2 separate regions of the Mus musculus genome follow, and region 1 is linked to region 2. A link is a contact called in public Hi-C data. All regions are on one chromosome and are shown on one strand. The core of a region is the stretch at or near the end of the contact, and the rest is flanking DNA. Distances in the headings are between cores, read along the strand shown.

What was found. Hi-C and Micro-C count contacts between places; a contact is called where the count stands out from the background.
Region 1: a contact with region 2 is called in a Hi-C map of cerebral cortex, with 3 times the contacts expected there. The contact joins two enhancer-like sites. A contact is called at or near these places in 15 of 39 promoter capture datasets (the 3T3-L1 cell line, the SN4741 cell line, cranial neural crest and 6 more), 28 of 484 Hi-C or Micro-C datasets (B cells, the Ba/F3 cell line, the C2C12 cell line and 14 more), 2 of 115 datasets of contacts at active chromatin or transcription factors (embryonic stem cells and large pre-B cells) and 3 of 9 other capture datasets (adipose tissue, embryonic stem cells and liver).

The regions. Positions count from the first base shown.
Region 1 is chr9:58,196,966-58,199,785 of GRCm38.p6, forward strand. Islr2 (immunoglobulin superfamily containing leucine-rich repeat 2) reads right to left here. Exons shown (of 3, transcript NM_177193.5): 3 at 1-2,820. The coding sequence ends at 773. Among named protein-coding and RNA genes, the nearest start is that of Islr2, 3.9 kb to the right of the region's middle. Within about 2 kb of position 1,491, at least 47 of the 459 cell types and tissues checked have an H3K27ac peak or open chromatin away from gene starts, as enhancers often do. A contact at or near this core is called in cerebral cortex, where this site is marked.
Region 2 is chr9:57,861,042-57,863,890 of GRCm38.p6, forward strand. No RefSeq gene overlaps it. Among named protein-coding and RNA genes, the nearest start is that of Arid3b, 26 kb to the left of the region's middle. Within about 2 kb of position 1,365, at least 58 of the 459 cell types and tissues checked have an H3K27ac peak or open chromatin away from gene starts, as enhancers often do. A contact at or near this core is called in cerebral cortex, where this site is marked.

The DNA of each region.
Region 1 (2,820 bases), core at 241-2,740, 340 kb after region 2:
GAAGCAAAGAGATTCCGACACTCACACCTGACACACTCACACCCAATTTCCCAGAAGGTGGGAAGGGGGTATTAGCACCAGACCCAGAAATGTCGCTGCTTTTTAAAACAACGAAAATAAGAAAATCAGTGCGCTGAGTTGAAAGGCCTACCAGGACCCCAGTTTGGCTCCAACTAGACAGAAATGGGGTGGGGTAGGAATGGGGAGGGGGGACGCGCGGATTTGGATCATTATAGGAAAGGAGCGGTGAGAATAAAAATTAGCGGGCTTCTGGCACATGCATCCTTGAAAAGGCAGAGTGGGATCAAAGTGAGAGTCACAGCGCTCCACGCTGGGGACCTGTCCTGGGGATCCCAGGCAAACGCTGGACCAACCCTATTATTATCACCAAATGTGGTCAACGACTGGCGTGGCGCTCTCCCCTTGTCTCCAAGTTCCACCAGATGGGGTGCGCGATGGGTTTCGTGGATCGCCGTGATGAAATGGAAGGCATAGACGGTTTCTCGCCGCCCATGGGTGGTGTCTTAGAGGAGGTAGGAGCCTGACTCTGTGCTTTGGGTGGGGATGGGGATTCAAGCCCACCAAAAGAATGACCCCTGAATTCGGCCCACTCCTAGAAATCCCTAGTAGTGACCCCTGGGGAGGGCTAAGGAGGCAGAGTAACTGAAGGCTTGGGGGGTAGGGCGGAGTCCCGCGAGGGTGTTAAAGTCCTGCCGTCCCTAGGCTACGAGGTACCCAAGGTGGAGGTGGGCAGGCCAGGCGTGCTGGGGGCTCAGCCCGCTGTCTGCCTGTAGTTGCCGTTTATTTCCTGGGCGATGTTGACTGCTTCCGCTCCCAGGGGCAGCCGATCGCTGTACTCCGAGCCAGCCTCGAACTCCTCTTGGTTGGCCTTGGACTGAGACTCCACCAATGAGCAACCCGCCAGGCTTTCCTCTCTCTGAAGGTCCCCGCTTGGGTCCCCCTGCTCCACATCTTCATCCAGGCCTTCCTCCGGGACCTCCTCTGGCTCCTCACCTCCCGCCTCGCCACGAGCAGGGTAGCTTTTCTCAGACTCAAGGTAGGAAGCACGCGGATCGAAATCGGCCGCGATGCGTTTCTCCATAGGGTCCGGGGCCTGTGGCCTCAGGATTAAACGGTAGGGTTTGCCCGGATGTTTGGCCAGCAGATGGCAGCAGGCGGCACCCAGCAGGGGCACGGTGGCCAGCACCAGGAGAAAAACACTCACGGTCACGATAACCAGCAGGGACGGCAGTTCTTTCTTGGTAGAAAACACCACCTGCACGTGACACGCCTCGCCCGCCAGTGCCAGGCATACGGAGTAGTTGGTGCCAGGCCGCAGGCCGCGAAACCAGTAGGCATTGACCCCCTCTTCCACTCGTGACCACTGAACTGCCGTGCCACCCCCCGCAGGACACAGATAGAGTAGGCGCAGTGGCCGCCTCCCCGGCCGCCGCGCTCCGCTAGCACCATCTGGCCCAGGGCCCCAGCGCGCAGCAAGAGGCGTCAGCTGCACCCGAGCCTCACGCTCTGCTACATCCAGCGCGATGACGCCCAACTCAAAAACGTGCGGCTTGAGATCTGAGCTCTGGTTGAATGCATGGTTAGACACATAGCGAGAGGGGTCCCCATGGCCACAGTGCTTCTCTCCCATCGGATCTGCAGGGATCTGACCTTCCATCTGCTCTCCTTCATCTGTCTCCTCCAGCTCTGCCTCGATTTCCCCAAGCACGCTGACTCGGGCAAGACCTTGGCCTTTGGTTTTGCCTTCAGGCTTGAAGGGCAGGACGCTGTTGCTACGGCCCTTAGTGGTGGCCTTGCGCTCAGAGGTCGGGACCTGCGCATCAGGTTCTTCCCCTGTTCCAGGAGCGTGTTTTGGCGGCCCCGCTGCAGCCACCGTCACCCGTAAGGACGTTGAGTTGGTGCCCAGCTCATTGTGTGCACGACAAGTGTAGATGCCTGCCTCCTTGGCACTCAGAAGGGGCACCAACAGAGAGCCATTTGCGAGGGCCAAGAAGCGCGGGGTGGCTGGAGGCGCTGGCCAAGCAGGTGCTGGAGTTGGGGTTGGCGCTTCAGTCTGCGTAGGCAGGTCCTCATCTCCGTCACCCTCTCCATCCTCCACCTTATCTCCTCCATCTTCTTCCTTGCTGAGAACCGGTGGCACTAAGACTACAGTGCCACCCGGGATCTGAAGTTGCCATTGCAGGCGGGGTGTGGGGTGGCCTTCGGCGACGCAATGTAACATGAAAGCCAAGCCTGCGCGCAGAGGGGTGCCAGGTGCCTCAGGCGGCGGCTCTGCGCTCAGACGCACGCTGGGGGGTGCGCAGGGCAGGGCGGGCAGGCGGTGCACGGGCACGCCCTGCAGCTCAGGGGGCGAGGCGCACGCTATAGAATCGGGCTCCGGTAAGGAGACCCGGGTGCTCGCTGCCCAGGCCTGCAGCCACACGAGACCACAGCTGCAGTGGAAGGGGTTGTGATAGAGTTGCAGGTGAGACAGCGCGCTTAGTGCGTCGAACGTGCCGGGCTCCAGGGTACGCAGCCGGTTGTTGTTGATGCGCAGAGAGCGCAGGTCCGGGAGCGCGCCGAGTGCATCCCGGGGCAGCGATCCCAGACGGTTGTGGTTCATTTTCAGCAGCTGCAGCGCGCTCAAGTTACGAAGGTCGCTCCAAGGGAAGTTGGATATAAGGTTGTGGCTTAGGTCGAGGTTCTTGAGCTGACTCAGCACTGCCAATGCCCCTGACTCTACCGTGCGTACCTCACTGTGAGCCAGCCACAGCGAAGTGACCTGCGTGACGTTGACGAAGGCCCCCCGCCTTAGTACCG
Region 2 (2,849 bases), core at 115-2,614:
TTGAGCAGGTCTCAGAAGCTCTACAACCGTGGTTCTCAACCTTCCTAATGCTGTGACCTTTTAATATAGTTCTCATGCTGTGGTGACTTGCCAACCACCAAACTATTTTGTTCTTATTTCATAACTATAATTTTGCTATTGTTATGGATCATAATGTATGATCTGTATTTTTATGGATCATAATGTATGATCTATATTTTCTGATGATCTTAGTTATTGTTTTTTTTTTAAACTCTTTTTATTTATTTGTTTGTTTGTTTATTTGTTTATTTATTTATTATATGTAAGTACACTTTAGCTGTCTTCAGACACTCCAGAAGAGGGCGCCAGATCTCGTTATAGATGGTTCTGAGCCACCATGTGGTTGCTGGGATTTGAACTCTGGACCTTCAGAAGAGCAGTCGGGTGCTCTTACCCACTAAGCCATCTCACCAGCCCAGATCTTAGTTATTGTTATGGATCATAATGTATGATCTGTATTGTTATGGATCATAATGTATGATCTGTATTTTCTGATGATTTTAGGCTACCTACTGTGAAAGGGTTGTTTGATCCCTCAAAGAGGTCCTGACCCACAGTGACATGGCCTTCAATTTTGGCTGGCTAGAATTACAGGTCTTGGGACTAGAGTGTCAGGAATCTTAGTCCTGGATAGTGACGAGTGTTAGATCTCTCAGTTCTAGGGCGTCTCTTTGCCCTTAAAGCACAGTAGTTCCCTAGACCAACTCCAGCAACCCAAACCTATGGCTTCTCTTCCTTGGTTTTCATATATCTTTCTGTCTCTCCACTTTTTCTTGTACTCTTTCTGCTTCCAGCACCTCTGTTCCCTGTTGTTTGCCAGTTCTTGTTGTTACTGAGGCAGCTGCCAGCACTGCCATCCTGCTGCTTCTGTGTTTCTGTGGTCCTTGGGTTAACTACATAGGAGAGTCGGCTCTCCTAATGATGCGCAAAAGTTGGTGAGAAAAAACTATTCTGATGTTGTAACACCAGAGGGCAGCACAGGAGGGTGTTTCCCAGCTGAAGAACTAACTGAGCCACACAGCCTACATACGAACTCACATGGAGAGTGTGGCAAGGGCGTGTGCACCCAGCACAGAAGACTCATACACAAATGAAGGGTGACATTTGCATCTATCCTGGCACAGTCCTCCAAGCAAATGAAGAACTGTGTTTGCATAAGCTTCAGATCTGAGGAAGTGCTTCCCTTCTGGCTTAGGTGAAAATGGCTGCGGGGTTGCTTAGAATTCGCCAAGCCTTGCCTGCCTTGGCATTCTGCTTTCCAAGGCTGTCTGGAGCAGTTCCCAGCAGAGTCTTTCAGTTGTCATTATAACGATCCTCTGCAGCTGGCAAAATAACCCCAGAGAAATTGTAAAGTGTCCAGACTCACCAGGCTGCCAATAAAGGGCGGCACGGCTGACAGCTCCCCATTCAAGGGTACCAGGCATAAAGGAAGGGGCCTGTCAAATGCCTGCTTTTGACAGTTTTAGCCATTCACAGAAAGCATTAAAAGGGCGTTTACAGTAAAGACTTAACAAAAGCTCAGAAACTAATGATTCTAATAGCTCACAGTAGTTGATGGTATTTAACAATGCTTAAAAGTGCTTAACTCCTGCCCCAGTGCTCAAGGGAGAGGTGAGTACCTCTAATGTGTCTCAGTAGCACTAGCAAACTTTAAATGGAGTCTACAGTGTTTCTCCAGGAGAACTGGTGTAACTGGCAAAGAACTTTCCAAGCAGAAGATGGAGCCATTCATGCTCATTTGTGAACAAGGTAACACCAGAAACCATCCAAGAGAGAAGCATAGATCAGACCTTATCTTAAGAGAGACCCTTGGAAGCTTCTGTAAGGAAAACAACACTGTCAACAGAACAAATCAGCATCCAACAGATTGGGTAAAGATCTTTACCAATCCTATATCTGATAGGGGGCTAATATCCAATATATACAAAGAACTCAAGAAGATAGACCCCAGAGAATCAAATAACCCTATTAAAAATGGGGTACAGAGCTAAACAAAGAATTCTCAACTGAGGAATCTCGAATGGCAGAGAAGCACCTAAAGAAATGTTCAACATCCTTAGTCATCAGGGAAATGCAAATCAAAACAATCCTGAGATTCCATCTCACACTAGTCAGAATGGCTAAGATAAAAAACTCAGGTTATAGCAGATGCTGGCGAGGATGTAGAGAAAGAGGAACACTCCTCCATTGCTGGTGGGATTGCAAAATGGTACCACCACTCGGGAAATCAGTTTGGCGGTTCCTCAAAAAATTGAACATAGTACTACCCGAGGACCTAGCAATACCACTCCCGGGCATATATCCAGAAGATGCTCCAACATGTAATAAGGACACCTGTTCCACTATGTTCATAGAAGCCTTATTAATAAGAGCCAGAAGCTGGAAAGAACTCAGATGTTCCTCAACAGAGGAATGGATACAGAAAATGTGGTACATTTACACAATGGAGTACTACTCAGCTATTAAAAGGAATGAATTTATGAAATTCTTAGGCAATAGATGGAGCTGGAGGATATCACCCTGAGTGAGGTAAAAGAGCACAAATGATATGCATCCACTGATAAGTGGATATTGCCCAGAAGCTCAGCGTACCCAAGATACAATTCACAAGCCACATGAAACTCAAGAAGAAGGAAGATCAAAGTGTGGATACTTTGATCCTTCTTAGAAGGGGGAACAAAATACCCATGGAAGGGGTTACAGAGACAAAGTGTGGAGCAGAGACTGAAGGAAAGGCCATCCAGAGACTGCCCCACTTGGGTATCCATCCTACATACAGTTACAAACCCAGACATGATTGTGGATGCCAACAAGTGCTTCCTGACAGG